Regions from separate parts of the Zea mays genome. Here regions 1, 2 and 4 are each linked to region 3. Evidence: chromatin contacts called from public Hi-C data. All regions are on one chromosome and are shown on one strand. Each heading gives the region's core, a stretch centred on a gene start, on an enhancer-like site or on the middle of the called end of the contact. The rest is flanking DNA. Distances are from core to core; before and after follow the strand shown. Region 1 has its middle 47 kb from the start of LOC100285107. Region 2 has its middle 11 kb from the start of LOC103652955. Region 3 holds the start of LOC103652952 (putative receptor-like protein kinase). Region 4 holds the start of LOC100216716.

Region 1 (5,794 bases), core at 143-2,642, 230 kb after region 3:
AAGGTGATATCCATCAAGATCAACAAGCAAGCCAACAAAGGTAAAGGGGCCAAACGGATTTGGGTGCCGAAGTATTTTATTTCAAACATGAAGAGCACCAAAAAAAGTTTGGGTCCCGAGAGGAAAGTGAGAAGTCCAATAGACTTTAGAAAATTTGGAGACTTGGCAAAATTAGGATGTGTATCATGGGATACATCATATCACATCAAGTTTATTGCCAAGTGGGTTAGTGAAAATTATGGACCCAATCTCTCCACCCATATTTAGGTAGCTAGATTTATCATGCCATATTTTTTATATGTGTATCTTTATTTAAGCATCTAGTTTACCTTTATGCCTAGTATTGCTTTTAATTGTTATGTTCTTAAATTGGTATTAAATTGAATATCATATATTATATACTTTTAATTATTATTTGTTTTCAATTGATAAACATGCATATACTAGGAACATTATTGGTAGGATTGCTCGATTTAAACTAATACTCTTGGAGCAAAACCTATATAGTCTAAAATGTTAAATAAAGCATGACACATAGGTTGTTTAAAATTCCTAAACAAACGATATATGTTTCTGTTTTCAATTGGTATCTCGTTTAAGTTCCATAAATTTTTAATTGATATTGTTTTGAATTACATGTATCAAAATTTAAATTGTAGATAATTTACCTTTACGTATCACCTAAGGTAATGCTCACGTGACATTATCCTTTCAAGTGGTTTCTTGACCTTAAAGTTCAAAGTACATGTCTCCTGCAAGTATTGAAAACTTGTAAGCACACTTTTAAGGGGAGTTTACTCTATAGTTTATTATCTTTGAAACTAACATAATTTCTAACATTATTATGTATGTAGTAGTTTCATTGAAGACAAATAGAATCTTCGAAGAAAGACGATACGCTTCCACTGCAAATCGATATCATATTGTGATTGATATCGAAATCGATATCAAAACCTCAACGTTATTTGCTTGATTTCTTCATTTATACTAAAATAACATGACATATTTCTTTCACCCTACGTACCAAACTACTCCCTCCAGTTCCGAACTAAAAGTCGTTTTGGATAAGGTTTGAGTCGAACTTATAAAACTCTGACTACAAATAACCATTTTGTTATTTCGTTTTGAAATCTAATAGTCATATGTACCGATTTACCTTTAAAAGTACTTTTACAAAAAATATAAATGTATTAAGAGTTTATGTGTATTTTAATAATAAAACATTGGTTAAAGCTATACTGTGGAGAACAACTTGAGGTGGTCGGGCCATTCAGATTCGCTACCATCGGGGTCAGGGACCGGCCGGAAGAAGCAGGGGTCAGGTGCCCGGCGAGGCGGCGACTGGCTAGTTAAAAGGGAGGGCGAGAAGTTGGGCCTCACGGCGCAGTGCACAGGCCCAGTTAGAAATATCCAACGGGCCAACAGCTACGGTGCAACAACAACTGCGAGATGGGCCTCACACGACAACCCGAGTCACCCGATCAATGAAAAAGAAAACCTGTTTTTTTTTCTTTCTTACCTTAGTTCGTTCGTTCGAAACAAAGGTGTAGACTGTTGCTTGAAACTTTTTTTTTTTTGTAGCATGAACAGAAACTCCGAGAGGCATCAAATTCCGACACGTGGCTTGAGGACTTTGAGGAGTCAACGAATTCAATAGGCTCGCTCTCTGCATGCATCCCACCCACCGCCGTATCTGCCGGAACTTGGAAACGGCATGGCGCTCATGCGTGGATCGTAGGCCACAGCTCGCTCGAACTCGGCCGCCGCGCTCATCGCTGCTGCCATGATCCATGGCCCCCCGTCTCTTCTGCTGCCTCTGCTCCCTTGACACTCCTGTAATAAAACCTCATGGCCAGCCATCATTGTCCAACGCTGTGTAGAAAGACGGCCATCAGCCCATCACATGCCATGCCAGCCTTTTCCTTCCGTGGAATAATCGATGGCCGAGAAGAACACCTTTTAACTGAACAATGCCTGAGAGGGATGATGGGCATGGAGTGGACTGGAACTGGAACTGGATCGCACTCACTCAGCTCAGCTCAGCTCAGCTGGGCTTCCATACGAACCGACGAACGTGAATCAGAATCACAACCGACGGGCTCTCGATCTCTCATGGTGCTGGTGCCCCCACCGTACCCCTTCCAGGTGCTGTTCTGCGTTGCATTTACAGGTGTTCATCTCGGCCGCTCGCTAGCTCCCACGGCGCCGTCCATAGCTTTTCTTCGGCATCATTGCTTGCCGTTTCCTCAAATCCCGCAACTCCTCACGGCAACGCCATAAGACCATGCTCCAGGTTTTCCAGCTATATACGTATATCACATTGCTACTCGCTAACACTTTGGTGTTTGGTTCTTGTTTGTAACGCGACCTCAATATGGATAGGTAACTAATACGGCTACACCTGTTTGTTTGCGTAGAGCTGTAATCACATTACACGTAAACGAATACTGTTTGTTTGTTTGCTTAGGCCTCCATATTTCGTTCAACCTCGCGCTCTCACCTCCCGCCACCGCCACACACCGGGAGAGTGCGAATAAGGTTTTTGGGAAGCGTTCTCACGCGTCTGCTCGCGATCTTCTGACGTCGTCGACCCTGTTGATTCTGGTGATCATCAACCCCGCTGCTTCGACGTCGTCGATCCTGCTGATTCCGGCCCGCGCCATATATCAGTATGTCTGATCAGTACGCATCATCTAATTTGATTTTTTTTACTTCAGTTCTTCTGATTTGGTCATGATTTATATTCGGAATTTAATCTGGAAATTGTCTAATTATTCAACACCCCTCACACACAGCTCCGGCTCCCCTCCCGCCTACCCCGTCGAGATCCGGGCGCTCTCTCACGCCGAGAGTTGTTGCCGTCCCGCCGAGATCCAGGCACCGCCGCCGATCCGCTGAGATCTGGGCGCTCTCCCCTGCCGAGATCCGGGTGCCATCTCGCGCAAGTAAGCATCCGCTCGCACAGAAAAACAATATATCTTGAGTCCACGTTCTCTAGCCTAACATTTCTGGAGTCTAACCTTTTGCCCTCCCCTGTTGTCCAATGCCTGAATACTTCTATGTATTGGGGAGATGGGGACGAGAGCGGTTGAGGTTCCATTCCCTCAGGTCGTGAAGCGACTATATATAGAAGCTTGCTTGCTTGTTGCTATGCTACTATGTTGTACTAGCTCGAATCTTCAGATGCGCTCTCGTGGCTGAAAACCCTGGCATTGGTCCCCGGCTGAGCGGATTCTGTTGTGACGCTGGTTGCAACCACATCATCTGCTGATCAGGTTGCAGTAGTCTGTGTGTGTTCTCTGTTTTGCTGACATGGACATTGTTCGTCTATGTCGAGTGTCGTAGTTAGTGAACGCAGAACATGGACCAATTCGTTGGGTCTCCTTGATAGACTTTTTTGACTGTATAAAGGTTCTTGCATACTCAGGCATTGCCCAAACTTGAATTGAACTGGACATAAAAGATTCTCTCATGGGGTGTCGTCCAGCCTTTTGCCCTCCCATGCTATCCAATCGATGTGCTAGGACAGCGGCACCAAACTCGTCCCCACCAATTCATGGTCGCAAAACCAAGCACTGCATCTGAGGTCAGCCTCGTGCACCTCTCTGCTGCAGCAACACGCCGTCTTGAGGAGTTGGTGACCGAGGTGGAGGAGGAAAGTGGCAATGCAACACTGAGGTTGCTTTCTGTTCCAGTCCCCTCGTCAAGTTCACCTTAAAAGGGAAATGTGCACTTGGGCCATTTCTATAAATGTTTTGGTGATTAGATGCTTAACACATATTGTTTTGTTTAAGATAAGCTAAGTGTCAAAGAGATATAAATGGAAAAGCAAGGTATGATTCTAGCATTAGTAAATTGTTTTTGGTACTAACATTATTCTACTAAGTGCTAGGAACCTTGTCAAAATGAGAGAAATTGGATTGGAGAGGTTTGGCTAAGTCCAGCCAAACTTGCACCAGCCTGCGGAGGCTGGCGCGCTCAGCAAACTGGCCGCTCTCGGGAAAAACTCAGGAAGTCGCGGCTATAATTCACCAGACTGTCCGGTGTGCACCAGACTGTCTGGTGTGCCAACCGCGCGCCCAGCCAACGGTCGATCGCGCGATCAGCGGGTGACACGTGGCTTAGCCAATGGTTAGGAGGTGGCACCGGACTGTCCGGTGTGCCACGTGGCCCGTGGCTGGCAACGGTCGGCTTCGCTAGAAAAGGAAGGAAATCACACACTGTTCAAAGTCTGGTGGTCGTCCGGTGGTGCACCGAACTGTCCGGTGCGCCCACGGACAGAAGGCAACTAGGGCCTTCCAAATGGAGCTCAAATGGCTTCTAGCTGCCTTGGGGCTATAAAAGGGACCCCTAGGCGCATGGAGCACAAAAACCAAGGCTACATTGAACATCCTACGACGCCTAGACTTCGCAAGCACGCACTAGGTTCATTGCGTTTGAGATTTGAGCAATTCTTTGAGCTATGACTCTGTTGCATTGTTTTGAGTGATCGGTTCTTGACTTGTGTGTGTGTGTTGTTGCTACGACTCTAGTTCTTGTATGTGTTTCTATTCCCTCCCTTACTCTAGTGGTTCTTGTGATCAATCTTGTAAGGGTGAGAGAATCCAACTTGTGGAGATTCCTCACAAATGGAATACTTGAGAATAGGAAGAAAACCGTGGTACTCAAGTTTGATCGTTGAATCACTTGAGAGGGATTGAGTGCAATCCTTGACCGAAGGAGGACACCACAACGTGGAGTAGGCATTGGCCGAACCACGGGATAAAATCACCATGTCACTTGCACATCTTTTTTGTGATTTTTTTTCTTCCATAGAGGTCTCATATAATCACTTGCGCTATTGTTCCTAAGTTCAATACATATTCTAAAGGAACAATCAAGTGAAGAGTTCTCTCATCTCTATTCATAGCACCTTGGTTTTGATCTCACTAACATTTATTATAAACCAAGTTTTTAGGATCACATATTCACCTCCCCTCTAGGTGCTCTCACACCTTCTATCAATACAAGGTGAGAATCACAATTTTGTTTCTGCTGTTGATTCCAGTTTGTCCAATTTTTGAACTTGGTTGATGTGTTGCCATTGTTTGGTGTGCAATGTACGATGCAACAATTCAGATATCCATTGGGTTCAACAAGTCATACAAGCCATCAAAGTCAGAGAGAAATGGGTTATATTGATCTAAATGTGGAACCGGAACAAGATTCTTAGGGAGGGCAAAGAGCAATGGTTGAATGGAATGTTGAGAATGTCCAAGCAAATGATGAGAATTCTCAAGGAGGAGGGCAAAGGAGGATTAAAAGAAAAAAGTTAATGCTGAGCAAGCGAGATCTTTATTTGATTCATTGCTAGCGATGTCCAGAAATGGTAAGTTGAAGGGGCATGAGACAAGTGAGGTTGCTGCATTGTACTGAGTCCATGTGTGAACAGTACAAAGAATTTGGAAAAGAGGAAAAGCTTGCATAGATCAAGGTCAACCAATAGATGTTTCAAGCCGAAAATGGAATAGGTGTGGACGCAAGAAGAAAGAGCCAGATGTATCAACACTTAGCAATGTTCCCATTGCAGAATGTCAAACGTTGGAAGATGCACCAAATCACTTAAATGTAAGCAAAAGCAAGCTATACCGGATGCTCAAGAAAGGTGAAGTAAAGCGAGTGTCAAATTCGTTGAAGCCTCAGTTGACAGATAACAACAAGAAGGATAGGCTAAACTGGTGTTGCGTATGCTTGACCCAACAAGCATACCAAATGATCCCACATTTCAAGGACTCTTCAATTACATATATATTGA
Region 2 (5,676 bases), core at 1,941-4,440, 170 kb before region 3:
ATATGTATTTATTTAAAATGCTGATGTGAATGAGTTCGACAAATTTGTAGCAACTAGCACAGGCCCAAGGGATACATGTCCCGGTGCCCCCCCCCCCACCACCACCTCCCGTCCATTATCCTTGGTCTTCACCTCCACCTATACCTACATCTCCATCTACCGAACATCAGGTATGCATATTTATCATCATTTAGTTGTTGTTAGTATATTTTGATGTAACTGAGCAAATGTCATTTGTACATTTATATTAGACCCCTCCAGCTACCTTGCCGACGCATGAACAAGAGGACGGGTTAGACTTTGTCGATACCCTCTTGAATAGTGGAGGTATCGATGGTGATCGGCGACTGTGAGCTTCCATGTTATTGTGTTCTGATACTTGAGACTTTTATTATGACTATGTATGAGATATTGTCTTTTATTAGTACTGGATGATGATATTTGTGAGACTTTTGTGATGATGAGACTATGGATGAGACTTTTGTGATGTAATAATTGATGAGACTATGGATTTAAATATTGTTATGTGATTGTGTGTGAGATGTTTTATGTGATAATCTGTTGTGTTATGTAGCTGTTGATATATTTGTTATTTTGTGCAATGTGGTGTAAAATATAAACAGCATTTGTAATGCTGGCCAAATTAACTTCCTAGAGGCTACAGAAAGCCGTAGGAAGTTAGACAGCTAACTTCCTAGAGGCTACAGTCAGCCGTAGGAAGTTAGTCAGCTAACTTCCTAGAGGCTACAGTCAGCCGTAGGAAGTTAGGCAGCTAACTTCCTAGGGGCTACAGTCAGCCGTAGGAAGTTAGCCAGCTAACTTCCTAGAGGCTACAGTCAGCCGTAGGAAGTTACTCGTAGGAAGTTAGCCAGCTGACGGCGCTGACGGCGTGAAACTACTAACTTCCGAGAATCTACTAACTTCCGAGAGACTTAGCAGGCCGTAGGAAGTTAACTAACTTCCTAGAGCCCTCTAGGAAGTTAAGCTAACTTCCGACAAAAAATTTTCGAGAGCCAAACTTCCGACGGGATGGCTTAACTTCCGAGAGTTTCGCTAACTTCCTAGAGTTTAGGCCTAACTTCCTAGGGTTTAGGCTCTAGGAAGTTTACTATTTTGGTGTAGTGCTAGTTCCTAGCTTATAGTCCTCAATCGCCTTTGACATCCTCTACTAGTGCTTGGTGTTGATCATCAGGTGTGATCATGTTGTCGGATCTTCTCTAAGTTTGCCTTCTTGTGGTGCTCATTACATGCCAAAGATTTTCCTGTATGTATGGGGAAATTGGCAGGTAAACATAGAGATAGAGTCATGTATGTAGCGAGCTCGCATTCGTCCTTGTCGCATTGTGTCACACCCTGGGTGTGACCCGGTATTGAGAGCGATCGACATGGCCTCATAGGGTTAAGAGAACAGAGCCTTGGCAAGGCCTGGTGCCCCAAGATTCTATTCACATGGCAGACTCTAGCACTTGACATATTCTAGAGGAATATTCTTATAGTCGGTCTACTGAGCAAGGCGTATATGCATATTATAGTCCTTATTCTACTATCACCTCCCAAGGTCAAGAACATAGGCTTGCTCGAGCCGTTGGATCTAGGTGACTTGTGTGAATATATTGATACTATGGTTGATATTTATACTTGGATGTTCTATAAAACTTATTAGGAGCAGAAACCTTTGATGTAAATATATGGATACTATGGTTGATATTTATACTTGGGTTGATGACTATGGTATAATAAATAAATATAGTTTTATGATGTATGGAAATATATATAATTGATTTTGATGCATATTTGGATATGTTGAACAGTGCGATTAGGATCAGATAATATTTAGTAGTAATATGTTGGAAAAACTATGTGTTTAAACAATAGTTTTATAGACACTTTATGCTACTAAACACGTATCTAAAAAAATCAAGAGGCAGCAGATTTTCATGAACTACGACAAGATAAATAGACTTACACTGACAGTTCACTTAATAAAACCATTAATATAAATGTATTTACGCTGGGCCTTTATTTTGGAGTGATGAAAGCCAGAAGAGCTTTTATGTACTGATCATTAGGCTATTCCGAGTCAAAAATAAGATACTCCAATATCCAAAGATGTCACATAAAATGTAAAATATGATAGAAAGGTACCTTTTATAATATGTAGTATCATACTTATATATTTGAACTAGTTAATTGGTGTGATATTGAGACTAGACACAAACATTATTATTATTGTTTTTTGTGCCGCAACCTTCAGCGCCCCGTTCACCTCTTCCACATGGATCGGCTATGTCGGAGGTGAACGGGCACCGCCGATGATCGCCCAGCGTATCCGTTCGACAGGGATGTGTCGTCTACGGCCTTGTTTGGATACTCTAGTATTGAGAAATAGTTTGAAGGGATTGAAGAGTGTATAAATCTCCAATAAATCAAAAACTACCACTATATATTTCAATCTACTTTAATTTCTTTCATTATTAGAGTATCTAAAATAGGCTTACAGGAAAGACGGGAAAAAAGATCCAAGCGACAGGGTTTTATCAGTTTGTTATAACAACATCGTTTCAGTCTGGCGCGGCGGGCCTGAGGTCAATTTTGCAATGTGTGGTTTTGGTTTCCCGAGGATAATAATGCGCGTTAACTTGCCGAAATCCAGAAAGGTTTGGCTTTCACTGGAATCAAGGCAAGATGCTGACGTGATTTTTTTTTGTTCTGTCGTGTGCTAGCTGCAGAGCGACGACCTTGGACTCGTCATTTGCAGCTGAACTGAACCTCACTGGTCAATAGAACGGTGCTTATTTATTGCTCAGCGTTGATCGATCGGCTAGCTGCTGAGTGCTGACTGCTGACCATGTATGTCCATGGCATGGCAGTCCAATCTATAGTGGACGATGTCGACGTGATCCATGGCTATCTTATATCACTCCAGTCTCCAGGCAGTCCACGAACGATTGGCCGCTGCCTAGTTAGTCATGAGAAAGTCATATAAAAGGTTGAAAGTTAGAGTTAGTGCAGGACCCAATAGAAACAACTATACTCTAGTAGTAGATAATTGGAGAAACGCTTTGAAGAAGAAAAGACAAAGAAAACACCAAGACAACTGTTACCATTGGCCGGCTGAAGACGCCTCGCTTGTCGTCTCCACCGCTAGCAGAAGTTCGGGCCCCCAGCTATTCTGGATCTACTAGAGCACGAGCAAGGCGGTCTCCCCATCATCCCTCTAGAGTCCGTAGCAGCAAAGCTGCAACCCCGGGCCTCTTCTCACTCATGGTGTCTTAATGACTAAGTTTGGTTGACTGTATTTACTTGTGCTATGCTCTAAGGATGCAACTATAGATGATCAATAAGCACGAGGTCCGTAAGTCCGGCATGAAGCCCACTGTTTGGGCACGATCTGAGCCCGGCATGGACCGGTTCTATACGGGTCCGAACCGGCCCGACAAGAATAAACGAGTTGGTCTCGGACAGGAAACTAAACACGATGGGCTGACCCGGCACGACCCGTTTATCTCTAAGCATGTTAAGCCCGCTTTTTTCACTAAATCGTGCTTATCGGCCCGCTTAGCTCGTTTTTCGGTCCGTTTTTTCCGTGCTTACCGGGCCAGCCTGATTCGTTTAGGCCCGCTGCGGGCCGGACTCAGACAGGGAAACGAGCCTGCAGGTTTAAATGGCTCGGCCCGGTTTTCTAATCGTGCCTAGCGGGCAGACCAAAACGGGCCGGGCTTCAGTCTGCTTCTGAAAAAAAAAATTATGTTTTGGCATTGAAAATAAATTCGATTTACCCGTTAACCCATCATTGAAAATCTCCACTCTGCTTCTGAAAATCGCATATCTCAGGCCCTTCCAATGTCTGTGCTCCTCTCCCAACCTGCCCACGGCGACAAGAATCGGCCACAAATCCGTGAGATTCACTCGATTTTACACGAATCATAGCGAGAAAGCAGCGGGTTTCGCCAGATCTGCTGCGTGCATTGCACGGCTCGGACATTTAGCGTCTGCATCCTCCTCTTCGTTCATCAAGAACTAAAGCTAGTTCTAGCCTCTAGGTCATTGATTTAGTGGTACGTGTTATCCACCGAGTATTTTTGTGTGCATATTAGAGCACCTCCATTGGTTCCTAAAAAAAGTCCCCTAAATTCAGATTTAGCTACCAATGTTCCATTTATATTATCTACCTAATATTATTTTATAACTTTGTATAGGGTCATGAATATGCAATACCAGAATTCGGCTATTTGTCGAGATTTGCCGAGTGTTTTTTTTCAGGCACTTGTCAAAGAAATCCTTTGTCGAGTGCCGAACAAAAAACATTCGGCAAAGAGCTTTTTACCGAGTGTTATTTTGGTTAAAGTTTCTTTGCCTAGTGTTTTTTTGACACTCGGTAAAAAACTTCTTTACCGAGTGTCTTCTTTGCCGAGTGTTTTTTGACACTACGCAAAGTGAATTTTCAAATCACATTTTGAAGCTATAAATTAATTTAAATGAAAAAGTTTCAACTACCGTATAACTCATCAAGATGCATAATTTTTATTTTGGTCATTTCTTCATATGATAAATCAAAAGTAAATTTGTCACAAGACTTATATCTCTTTAGTTTATGAAACTACAAGTGAGATGTATAAGATTTATGAATAATATCAGAACCAACATGTTGGATGAACAAATGATTAAACAACCAAAATAAACTTTGTAAATCTCGAGACGTTATAAAATTTTATAGTTGTCAACGTTTTGATTTAAAGTTATCTTGTAAACAAAAACTATGTAAGAATTTAAAAAATTTAAATTTGAATTTTTCAAAAGACCTCAGATGGAAAAACCACCAAAACAAAAGTTGTAAGTCTTAAAATATCATGAAACTTTATAGTTGACAAATTTTTGGTTTAAAACCATCTTGTCACGCAAAACTACATTTGAATTTTAAAATTAGAATTTTCAAACAACCTAGCATGAAAAAATGACCAAAATAAAAGTTGTATGTCTTGAAATGTTACGAAACTTTGTAATTAAGAACTTTTTTATTTGAAATCGTCTTGTCATATAAAAATATGTTTGAAGTTTAAAAAATTGAAATTCAAATTTTGTAAACTTCAATGGATGAAGAAATTGTCAAAATAATAGTTGTAGATCTCGAAAAGTTATGCAACTTTATAGTTGACAACTTTTCATTTGAATCCATTTAGTGCCTCAAAGGATCAATTTACACTTGATTTGTTATAACATGTGGAGAAGAAAAACATGATATAGACACGATTGACGTAGGGGTGTAGTGGTAGATGAGGTTATGTGTGAGAGAGAGGTTGCGAGTTTGAATCTGGCCACAAAAAACGTGGATTTGGTTCAAAAAATGTTCAAGGTCTTTGCCGAGTATACTATGACTTCAGGGTGAATATATGGTACATACATAATTTGTGTGAAGAATTGTGTTATGAAAAACTTTAGATGTACTTATTATATCATTGTATGACATGATTGTAACCTTCAATTGCTTTGTGTTGCACTCAAATTACGGGTTTTTATTTGCGAAAGTATGGTTTATGTGATTTTGGGCATCAAATTATTCATTGTGCAACATGATTTGAATAAAATATAGACAAACTCTACCAAAAAATTTATTTTTCTAACTAAAATACATTTCCCGGTAAAAAAACCGAAATTCGGACGGAAAACGATGGAATT
Region 3 (5,932 bases), core at 89-2,588:
GGTGGGACCATTCTGCGCTCGGAAATTTTTTATCGTTTCCCGGCAACGAGCTCAGGGAAGGTGTTTTTCGGACCTTCGTCTTTCCGAAGCCTAAGAGACTTTTTCACGGATCAAGCTCGTTACGAAAAACGATCTAGCACCGCGAAGGGGCTACTGTTGGGGCCATGCTTCGTCGCCGAAGGTCCTGCAGGAACAAACACTTTTCGGCAAAACGCAGTGCCGAAGCTACCACTCATGAAGCTTCGGTACTATAATATATATGAAGACGAAGGTTCGAACCGACTTAAAGATGAAATGACTTCTTAGTCCATAAGGGTCTGAGTCATAACTGTAATACTTTGTAAGGGACATGATTGTAATTTCACACAGGCTGCGTCCTGTGCCTATAAATAGATGAACAGTACTCATTTACTGTTCACGCGATCCTGTAATCATTGACGCTTCACACTGGAATTATTGTTCTTTATCAAGGCAAAGGTATAAATGTACTTGAATATTATGTTTTAACATTCAAGTTCGTATAATAAAATATATGTTTAATAATATCTGTCTTTAATATGAATTTCTTTAATTTTCCATATATTAGCATTACATCGTTCTATAGAGCTAATCACGAAGGTAAGATCTTCGTGATATTTTGCTTATGGTCTTCGCCCGAAGTTCATTATATCCTAAGGGAGATAATGCTTCAACGGACGAAGGACATTAACGTTTAACATTTTATGTTGTCTTGTTCTTAATTCATAGCATTTGAGAACAAGTCTCCAACAACCAACATATACACAACTATATTAAAAAGAATCGAAGAAAGGAGGTCACCTTGTCGGATGTTCTTGTGAACATTAAAGAAAGGACCAACTTCATTATTCATTTTAACCCCAATGGAAATTGCCCATTATTTACTGGCGTAAACACGTCACAATGCACTTGCATGTTTCTTAATCGTAATTTTAATGGTGGGACCAATGGAATTGCCTGAGCAGCGGTGATAATCCCTGCTGAGGAAACGACAGCACAATTATGCAAAGTCAGCATGAAGGCGAGAACGATCAAAGGACGATGTCATCAGAACCGAATTCCCGCCGCCATCATCAACTCGGCGTTCGGTTTTAGTCCATGCCGGCTCGGTGTCGGTGACATACTGTGTTTGAATTGGCTGGTATAATCAATCACCAAGAAGGGAAATGGTCAAGGCAAACACCAAGAACAGTCTAGCTCTACTCATGTGGCAGAAGTCACTCACAGTTAAGTCTACGCACGTAATGATCGCTGTCAAGACAAGTGTACCGCGATGTCAGCAGCCTAAATTGACGAGTTTTTGCAGGACCGTTCGGCACAACTCTGAAACCAGAGCAGACACCATCCAAGCATGCTCTCTGTTTGCACTAATCAGCAGTTGCAGTTTCCCGCGGCAACACCCTTTATAAGCCTGGACGCCTTGCCATCCATTAGCACACACGAAAAGGGAGAAACCACGCAGTCTCACACAAGGCCGTGACGAGCATGGCGGCGGCGCAAGCGCAACCGGCTGCGCCGCACGCACTGCATCTGCTGCTGTCGCTTACCATGTTCCTGCTAACGGCAGGCGCGCAGCGGTCCGACTCCGACTCCGACATCGAGCGGGACGCGCTGCGGGCGTTCAGGGCCAGCGTGTCGGACGCGTCGTTGTCCGGTGCGCTGCAGTCGTGGAACGGCACGTTGCACTTCTGCCAGTGGCCCGGCGTGGCGTGCACGGACGACGGGCACGTCACGTCGCTGAACGTCTCCGGCCTGGGGCTCACCGGCACGGTCTCCGCGGCCGTCGGCAACCTCACGTACCTCGAGTACCTCGTCCTCGAGAAGAACCAGCTCTCCGGGCGCATCCCAGCGAGCATCGGCGGGCTGCGGCGCCTGCGGTACCTCAGCCTCTGCGACAACGGCGGCATCAGCGGAGAGATCCCGGACAGCCTCCGCGGCTGCACCGGCCTCCAATTCCTGTACCTCAACAACAACAGCCTCACCGGCGCCATCCCCGCGTGGCTCGGCGCGCTCCCCAACCTCACCTACCTGTACCTGCACCAGAACGCGCTGTCCGGCGAGATCCCGCCGTCGCTCGGCAGCCTCACGGGGCTGCAGGCCCTCAGGCTCGACGAGAACTGCCTGCGAGGCAGCCTGCCCGCTGGCCTCGCGGAACTTCCATCCCTCCAGACGTTCAGCGCGTACCAGAACCTGCTGGAAGGGGAGATCCCGCCAGGCTTCTTCAACATGTCGTCGCTCCAGTTTCTTGTCCTCACCAACAACGCGTTCCGTGGCGTCCTCCCGCCCTACGCCGGCGCGCGCATGGCCAATCTCAGATCCCTGTACCTCGGCGGCAACAGCCTGACGGGCCCCATCCCCGCGGCGCTTGGCAAGGCCTCCAGTCTGACGTCTATCGTCCTAGCAAACAACAGCTTCACTGGGCAGGTGCCTCCCGAGATCGGCATGCTCTGCCCACAGTGGCTGTACATGTCGGGCAACCAGCTGACGGCGAGCGACGAGCAAGGCTGGGAGTTCCTGGACCATCTTACCAACTGCGGCAGCCTGCAGGTCCTCGCCCTTGACGACAACAAGCTCGGTGGCCAGTTGCCAGGCTCCATTGCCCGCCTCCCGAGGGAGATTCAAGCACTGAACCTAGGGAAAAACCGCATCTCCGGGTCAATCCCACCGGCCATCGGCGACCTCATCGGGCTCACAACGTTGGGCCTCGAATCCAACCTCCTCAACGGCACCATCCCAGCAGGGATTGGGAACATGAAGAACCTCACGAAGTTGGCGTTGCAGGGGAACCGGTTGACGGGGCCAATCCCATCCTCCATCGGCGACCTCACCCAGCTACTGGAGCTTGATCTGAGCAGTAACGCGCTGAGTGGGTTCATCCCCGACACTCTAGCCAACCTGAACCACCTAACCTCGCTCAACCTCTCGGGCAACGCCCTCACCGGCCAAGTCCCAAGGGAAATCTTCTCCCTGCCGTCCTTGTCGTCCGCCATGGACTTGTCTCACAACCAGCTAGACGGCCCTCTTCCCTCCGACGTCTCCAGCCTCACCAACCTTGCTCAGCTAGCGCTATCCGGGAACAAATTCTCCGGTCAGCTACCAGAAGAGCTGGAGCAGTGCCAGAGCCTAGAGTTTCTTGATCTGGATTTCAATTCCTTCCATGGAAGCATCCCTCCGTCGCTGAGCAAGCTCAAGGGTCTCAGGAGACTCGGCCTGGCGAGCAACGGGTTGTCCGGGAGCATCCCACCGGAGCTCGGCAACATGTCTGGCCTGCAGGAGCTGTACCTGTCTAGAAACGACCTGACAGGAGCCGTCCCGGAGGAACTGGAGGACCTGAGCTCCCTGGTCGAGCTGGACTTGTCCTACAACCATCTCGACGGCAGCGTGCCCCTGCGCGGCATATTCGCCAACACTTCCGGGCTCAAGATCGCAGGGAACGCGGGACTCTGCGGTGGCGTCCCGGAGCTCGACCTGCCCCGGTGTCCAGCTTCCAGGGACACACGATGGCTTCTCCACATAGTGGTGCCTGTCCTAAGCATCGCTCTCTTCTCGGCCATACTCCTCAGCATGTTCCAGTGGTACAGCAAAGTGGCCGGACAAACAGATAAAAAACCTGATGACGCAACGCCGCCGGCGGATGACGTCCTCGGCGGCATGATGAACTATCAGAGAATATCGTACGCCGGGCTGGACAGAGCTACAAACGGCTTCGCGGACACCAACCTGATCGGCGTAGGCAAGTTCGGGTCCGTGTACCTGGGTGCCCTGCCCCTGGTGCCCAAGGGCGCTCCGGACTCGGCGCCCGAGAAGGTCGCCGTGGCCGTCAAGGTGTTCGATCTCTGCCAGGTCGGTGCCTCCAAGACGTTCGTGTCGGAGTGCGAGGCGCTACGGAACGTCCGGCACCGGAACCTCGTCAGGATACTCACCTGCTGCGTCGGCGCGGACGCGAGGGGCGACGACTTCAGAGCGCTGGTGTTCGAGTTCATGCCCAACTACAGCCTGGACAGGTGGCTGGGCGTCAACCCCAGGTCTGAAGAGCCGAGGATCGTGAAGAGCCTGAGCGTGATCCAGAGGCTCAACATCGCCGTCGACATCGCCGACGCGCTCTGCTACCTCCACACCAGCTCCGTACCGCCGATCGTCCACTGCGACGTCAAGCCCAGCAACGTTCTCCTCGGCGAGGACATGAGGGCGGTGGTGGGCGACTTGGGCCTTGCGAAGCTGCTACATGAGTCCGGGAGCCATGACACTTGCAACGACACAAGCACAGTTGGCTTGAGAGGCACGGTTGGGTATATCCCGCCAGGTAACTCCAACATCCAGTGTGCCAGACATATTGGATGACATGTCACATGTATGTCTCAACCCTGCTTTAATTTGTGTGCTGCGCAGAGTACGGCACGACAGGGAAGGTGTCCACGCACGGCGACGTCTACAGCTTTGGGATCACGCTGCTGGAGATTTTCACCGGGAGGTCACCGACGGACGACGCGTTCAAGGACGGGCTGACGCTAATGGAGTTCGTGGCCGCGTCGTTCCCAGACAAGATCGAGCAAGTCCTCGACCGGGCCCTGCTGCCGGTCGTCCAAGGCATCGATGGCCAGGTGCCCTGCGGCTCCGACGGCGGCGGCGCGCATGTCTCGGAACGCGGCTGCCTTGTCTCCGCTGTGAGAGTCGCGCTCAGCTGCGCGCGTGCAGTGCCGCTCGAGAGGATCAGCATGGCGGATGCGGCCACCGAGTTGCGCTCCATCAGGGACGCTTGTTGTGCCCATTCGACTGGACAATAAGGTATACAGGCTCATGTAGAAGTGAGTTCGATTTCTTGCTGAACTGTGCGTTACATATTGAAATTAAAATTGAGGGGGGAAATCAAACTGCTCTCTTACATAAGCAGGATTAACCATCCTGTTTTTTACTAATTTCTCGCTAATCTGTGAACGAGAAACTGTTTTTGAATTTCCCAACTGCTTTTCATTTTCAAATTTAAAAATAGTTTTTGAATTCCACGGTCGAGAAATAATGTTTCTCGGCCTGTTTTCGTTGATTTTTCAATTATTTTTTCGATCAAAATTCGTTGTTTGCAATGTATAGACTTTCAGATTAAAAAAAAATAAAATTCAAATTTCTTGGCCAAGATTTCGTGTTTCCTCTGCGAAATTTGTTGTTTTTACAATAAAATGACTATAATGTTTTTTCAAAAAAATGAAAATTAAATATGGATATACAAGAATATCCATGAAAATATCTATTTTTTATATATTTTTAAAATTTTGAACAAAATTTGGTTATATCGGTTAGGAAATTATTTCCCGATATAAATAAAAAACCGTGCATCTATACCACTATATAATTCACTAGTTTAAACTTTGCAAAATCCAACCAATCAAGTCACCATCACTAAATGCACCAAACAAATTATACCCAAACTTAACACACTATAACGGTTTAGATTGCTGGATAACTCTCTCCCATGCTCAAATCTAATGAATAAAATTATTTGGATCATCTCTCATTTCTTCCCCTCTCCCTCCCATGTCCCCATTGTCATTGTCAACCCCTTCCCTCGCGCCATCGACCTCTCCGTCCCTTTCTTAGTATCGTAGCGTTAGCACGAGTTGTATTCTAGTAGAAAAAAAGTTATACCACGGTGTAAATAACACCATAAGAGCATCTTCTACAAGGAGCTCTAAAATAGAGCCCTAAAAACTGAAATATAACTGCATTTAAAGTGTTTAGGGTCTCAAAAAAATTACTTCAACAGTTAGTGCTTAAATAATGCTATTTAGAAAAAAAACATCATGTTATTAGGAAATAAATAGTTACAGATTAAGAGGAAACGAGAATATGACTGTAATATATAGGTACTATATTCAGGATACGAGAGACCGGATCCTATAACCGTTTGATGAATTTCTAT
Region 4 (5,364 bases), core at 555-3,054, 220 kb before region 3:
ATTCCAGGAAGCATAGGGACATGAAAAGTCGTGTAGTTCTCGTAATCATAATCTCTACTGGGAGCCTTTTTTGTGTGATGCTGGTGCTTCTCTCCTTCTATTGGAGAAGGAAAAAGGGACCTCGTGCTACAGCAATGGCAGGGGCAGCCGTCTCTTTGTTGGATGATAAATATCCTAAAGTTTCTTATGCCGAGCTGTTCCGAGGAACTAATGGCTTTTCTGATGGCAATTTGATTGGGAGAGGAAGATACGGGTCCGTATATAAGGGCACACTGTCGCTGACAAACGTAGAAACTCAAGTAGCTGTTAAGGTTTTTGATCTGCAGCAGTCAGGTTCCTCCAAAAGCTTTGTGGTCGAGTGTGAAGCTCTTAGGAAGATCCGCCACCGCAACTTGATCAGCGTCATAACCTGCTGCTCTAGCACTGACTCGGAGCAGAATAATTTCAAAGCCATCGTGTTCGAGTTCATGCCGAACCAGAGCCTTGACAAGTGGCTACATGACCTTGATCCTGATTCAGATGCGTCCGGACGTGTACCAGGCCTGACGCTACTGCAGAGATTGAACATTGCTGTCAATGTCGCCGACGCTATGGACTATTTGCATAACAACTGCGAGCCCCCAATAGTCCACTGCGACCTGAAGCCGGGCAACGTTCTTCTTAACGCGGACTTTGTTGCCTGTGTTGGAGACTTCGGCATTGCAAAGATTCTTTCAGATTCAGATGGTGATCCTGTGACCAATTCGAGTACCTTCACCGGAATAAGAGGAACAGTTGGATATGTGCCTCCAGGTAACTGAAAATATGTAGCTGTATCCTTCTCTTACTGGTTGAGCATATTGACATTTTTTCTTCTTCTTGTTCTTGCACTTCAGAATACGGGGAGTGCCGCCAGGTCTCCTCGTGCGGAGATGTCTTCAGCTTTGGAGTCACGCTCCTTGAGATGTTCACAGGGAAGGCCCCCACCGACGCCATGTTTGAGGACGGATTGACCTTACAGGGCTTCGTGGAGATAGCGTTTCCAGAGAAGCTGATGGACATCGTTGATCCAGTACTGCTGTCCACTGATGAGAGGTTCGCAAGAAAGCCGCGACACAGAAGCGTTGGAGGGGAAGAGATTGAGAACGCCATAGCTTCTGTCACTAAGCTCGCGCTGTCCTGCACCAAGCTAACACCATCAGAGAGAAAGCCCATGGGTGATGCCGCAGCCGAGATGCGCAAGATAAGGGACTGCTATCTCGCAGACCTAACAAGGGCAAACAATTAAGTGATCATATATGTAACTGATAGGGGACAAGTTTTGCACTCTATTTATGTATTTTAGACATACAGTATGCTGCTGAACTGGCTTGGTGCCCTGCCCCCAGCATTGCCGAGACTATTTTGTTTTCATTAGAACTTTGGTTTCATTGCAGCTATGTATTTGTGTCTTTATTGAAATGAAGAAAATGCATGGAACTGCGGTCTGGAGGCGTATACTTCCCGTTTCCTGTCTTTTTGTGTCCTCCAACAGGCAATGAGTGGTGGACAACATCCAGCTGAAATGACTGGTTCCGACCACGCTGAGTGTCACCGTCGCAGTGATTTCATTTGCATGTCCTCCAACACTCGCCGTACGTTACGCTTACACATTTATCATCCTTGATTCATGTCCACGTCATACATGGCTCACTAGAATATACCAACGCCTGTACAGACTGTACCGTATGTGCTCTATAGAATAGAACTGTGAGAAAGCCACGTCAGTTCTAGTGCCATGGCTGCAGCAGCGCCGCACTTCGTGCTCGTGCCGATGCTGGCGCAGGGCCACTTGCTCCCCATGCTGGACCTGGCGCGCCTCATCGCCAGCCACGGCGCTCGTGCCACGGTGGTGCTGACGCCCATCAACGCCGCGCGCAACAGGGCCTTCCTGGAGCAGGCCGCGCGGGCGGGGCTCACCATCAACTTCGCCGAGCTCGCGTTCCCGGGGCCAGCGCTCGGCCTCGCCGCGGGCTGCGAGAGGGTCGACATGCTGGACGACATCTCCCTCATCATCCCGTTCTACGATGCCGTGTGGCTGCTCGCCGAGCCGCTCGAGGCGTACCTCCGCTCGCTGCCCCGGCTGCCGGACTGCCTCGTCTCCGACTCGTGCATGCCGTGGACTGCCAGCGTCACGCGGCGGCACGGCATCCTTCGGTTCGTGGTCCATTTCCCGTCCGCGTTCTACATCCTCGCCGCGCACATCCTCGAAAAGCGCGGCCTCTACGACCGCGCCGACGACGACGACGACTTCGAACCGTTCGAGGTGCCGGAGTTCCCCGTACGCGCCGTGGTGAGCAGGGCGACGGCGCAAGGGCTCTTCCAGTGGCCTGCAGGCATGGAGAGGTTCCGGCGTGACACGCTCGATGCCGAGGCCACCGCCGACGGGATACTGTTCAACACGTGCGCCGCCCTGGAGGGCGCGTTCGTGGAGCGCCTCGCTTCGGAGCTCGGCAAGAAGATTTGGGTGGTCGGGCCGCTGTGCCTCCTCAGTTCCGACTCCGACGCCGGCGCGATGGCCGGGAGAGGCAACCGCGCGGCGGTGGACGCCGACCGAATCGTGTCCTGGCTTGACGCGCGGCCGGCGGCGTCCGTGCTCTACATCAGCTTCGGTAGCATCGCCCGTCTGTTCCCGGCTCAGGTCGCCGAGCTCGCCGCCGGACTGGAGGCGTCGCGCCGGCCGTTCATCTGGTCGGCCAAGGAGACGGCGCCCGCCCTCGACGCGGAGTTCGAGGAGCGCGTGAAGGACCGGGGCCTCGTCGTCCGTGGGTGGGCGCCGCAGATGACCATCCTGTCGCACCCTGCCGCGGGCGGCTTCCTGACGCACTGCGGCTGGAACTCCATCCTGGAGAGCCTCTGCTACGGCGTGCCGCTCATGACCTGGCCGCAGTTCGTCGACCAGTTCCTGAACGAGGCGTTGATCGTGGACGTGCTCGGCACCGGCGTCCGCTCCGGCGCCAAGGTGCCGGCGACGCACGTGACGGTCGTTAAGCCAGGGGAGGTGCTGGAGGTGCAGGTCTGGAGGGACGGCGTCGACAGGGCGGTCACCGACCTCATGGACGAGGGCCCCGCGGGCGCGGCGAGGCGGGCGAGGGCCAAGGAGCTCGGGCAACAGATGAGGGCCGCAATGGCGAAGGGTGGGTCGTCGGACACCGATGTGAGGGACTTGGTTCGCCACGTCGTTGAGGTCGCGCGGAAAAAGGGGGAGCACGAGGACACAGCTCTTGCAGTCTTGCTGGAGTCGAGCACGTGAGCAAGAGCAAGGAAAAGACAATGAAAGGCACTGGTGGCAAACACTACTGTTGAAATTCGTGTGGTACTATCGTTCTCGCCAGCTTCAAAGAGAATCTCTCGAGTGTTAGCTGGTAGCCACGCGAAAAAAATTCTCTGGGGAAGTAAAACCACCCCACACATCTGCAGGCTAACACGAAGTCACGAACCGAAGAAAAAAATTACCAAAAAATCAAGTGGTAGGCTTCGTCTTCTATTCATGTAGGCTTGAAGTCTGAGCGGCTATAAAAAAGTGGTTTTGCATTTTATATGCAGAACTCTATTCTTAAATACTTTGACGTCGGCTAGTTCATTTTTAAACTAAAAAGCAACAAATAAAAAACAGAGTGAGTAACACCTTAGTTTTCTCAGTACCAAAATTTCTTTAAAGTCTTTACCTTGGAGCAACAAAAACACTAAAATGAATATAGGGACATGAGTTTTTGGTTGCTACTTTGATTATTTGCATGTTTTCAAAAAGGAACAATTGGATCTATACCATTAAAAGATCCAAACTTTAGATATATACCATGGACCCCACATGTCATTGACTCATGTGGACCCACATGTAAGTGAGATAGTAATGGTATGGATCTAAAGTGGTGATCTTTTAATGGTATGGATCCAAATTTCCCCTTCAAAAATCATTTTTAAGCTCAACCCAAAAAATCTTCCGAAAGGAAACATTTCTTTTTTTTATTCCTCTGTTTCCGCTCTAGCACAGTGATGTCCGCGCGCGCGGCACCGCGCCCTAGCCACGCATCATCTCTAGAGTAGCCTAGACCTGAACCTCCCACCGGTGCATTGGATCGTTCGGAGATGCAGCTGATTCGGCTCTCGCTGACACCCCGGTCCCACTGTCGGCTTTGGCCCTAGTCTCCAGCCGTCGTTCCCACGCGGACAGGAGCACGACACCGCAACGCTCCCCAACGTTTGCGAGTAGTTTGGCCACCCCTGCGCCCATGCCCTTTCTCTATAAATACCACCGCCCTGTATCGTGATCGAGCCCCCACCCTTGCTCATCAACGTTGTGTGGTTGCATCTCCGCCCTTTGCTCGTGCCACCGTTGTCGCCGTACCTGTTGCTGACGCGTTCTTGCGCCTGCATCGTGATCGAGCCCCCACTCTTGCTCATCAACGTTGTCAGGTTGCATCTCCGCCCTCTACTCGTGCCACCGTTGTCGCCGTACCGGTTGCTGACGTGTTCTCGCGCCTGCATCCTGTCACCGCCGCTGAGATTCACTACGTAAAAGCTGCCTTTGAAACCTGCACCCAAAACACATCATAGATCACCGACTCATCCGTTCCTGGTTACCACCATCATTGCAGTTGGACCACCACCCTTGTTCACCACTCGTTCCACACCAGATAGTCAATGGAGTCAAAGGAATCCCCAGTAAGTTTTGTAGCCCAATCCCTATCGTTGCGTGCTCGTTAGGTCACCATTGACACATTTTTAGCTCACTATTGTTGTGGTTTTGCGCAGATCGAGCCCACCACGATCGAACCCCGCCTCGAAGCCCTGCATCGACCTTTGTACTCCGACCTAGGTGCTAGAATGCTTTGGCTCTTATGGGCCGAAGGTAGGAGAGGGTAGTGCTGGTGTGGTGTAGAATATTGTTGTGTTATCATTATGGTGCCACTCTGTGTATTGGACACCAGACAGTCTGCGATGGGTCACCGGATGCTCCAGCTAGGGTGATGGACAGTTCGGCCATGCCCAGAGGCCCTACTTCATCCATTAGATGTGGTGGAGGTGGCGGTTTACCTAGGTATGAGTTCTCCGGCATACCATATAATGGTTAGGATTGTATAAGCCCATTTGTTGTTGATGTATCTAGCGACGTTTTTGGAATTTGGCAACTAATAAAACTCTCATATTCTTCTCTTCTAGTTTGCCCTGTGTTAGGTACAATGCTACCAGGAGAATCTTGTATGTTCATGATGCTTGCAAATAAGAATTCCATGCCTTCTTTTGAACTCCTTGCTTGTTGAATCAAATCGTTTACCTTGTTTCGCATGGTGTATATATCTTTTTTCTTTCCACTTCACGAGCATCTATATGGGCTTCTCATCC

Evidence for each region. Hi-C and Micro-C count contacts between places; a contact is called where the count stands out from the background.
Region 1: a Hi-C map of leaf shows a contact between it and region 3, with 4 times the contacts expected there. The contact joins the enhancer-like site here to the promoter of LOC103652952 in region 3. A contact is called at or near these places in 7 of 25 Hi-C or Micro-C datasets (ear, endosperm, leaf and 2 more).
Region 2: a Hi-C map of ear shows a contact between it and region 3, with 2.1 times the contacts expected there. The contact joins the enhancer-like site here to the promoter of LOC103652952 in region 3. A contact is called at or near these places in 2 of 25 Hi-C or Micro-C datasets (ear and tassel).
Region 4: a contact with region 3 is called in a Hi-C map of tassel, with 7 times the contacts expected there. The contact joins the promoter of LOC100216716 here to the promoter of LOC103652952 in region 3. A contact is called at or near these places in 6 of 25 Hi-C or Micro-C datasets (ear, leaf, root tip and 2 more).

The regions. Positions count from the first base shown.
Region 1 is chr4:24,633,694-24,639,487 of Zm-B73-REFERENCE-NAM-5.0, reverse strand. No RefSeq gene overlaps it. Among protein-coding and RNA genes, the nearest start is that of LOC100285107, 47 kb to the right of the region's middle. Within about 2 kb of position 1,392, at least 17 of the 20 cell types and tissues checked have an H3K27ac peak or open chromatin away from gene starts, as enhancers often do. A contact at or near this core is called in ear, endosperm, leaf and 2 more, where this site is marked.
Region 2 is chr4:25,029,510-25,035,185 of Zm-B73-REFERENCE-NAM-5.0, reverse strand. No RefSeq gene overlaps it. Among protein-coding and RNA genes, the nearest start is that of LOC103652955, 11 kb to the right of the region's middle. Within about 2 kb of position 3,190, at least 10 of the 20 cell types and tissues checked have an H3K27ac peak or open chromatin away from gene starts, as enhancers often do. A contact at or near this core is called in ear, where this site is marked.
Region 3 is chr4:24,861,096-24,867,027 of Zm-B73-REFERENCE-NAM-5.0, reverse strand. LOC103652952 (putative receptor-like protein kinase) reads left to right here and starts at 1,338. Exons shown (of 4, transcript XM_008679936.4): 1 at 1,338-4,321; 2 at 4,408-4,803. The coding sequence starts at 1,504. The coding sequence ends at 4,802.
Region 4 is chr4:25,079,567-25,084,930 of Zm-B73-REFERENCE-NAM-5.0, reverse strand. LOC100216716 reads left to right here and starts at 1,804. Exons shown (of 1, transcript NM_001143121.1): 1 at 1,804-3,357. The coding sequence starts at 1,820. The coding sequence ends at 3,271. It overlaps LOC103652958 (receptor kinase-like protein Xa21), which reads left to right. Exons shown (of 3, transcript XM_008679942.3): 2 at 1-792; 3 at 876-1,476. The coding sequence ends at 1,267.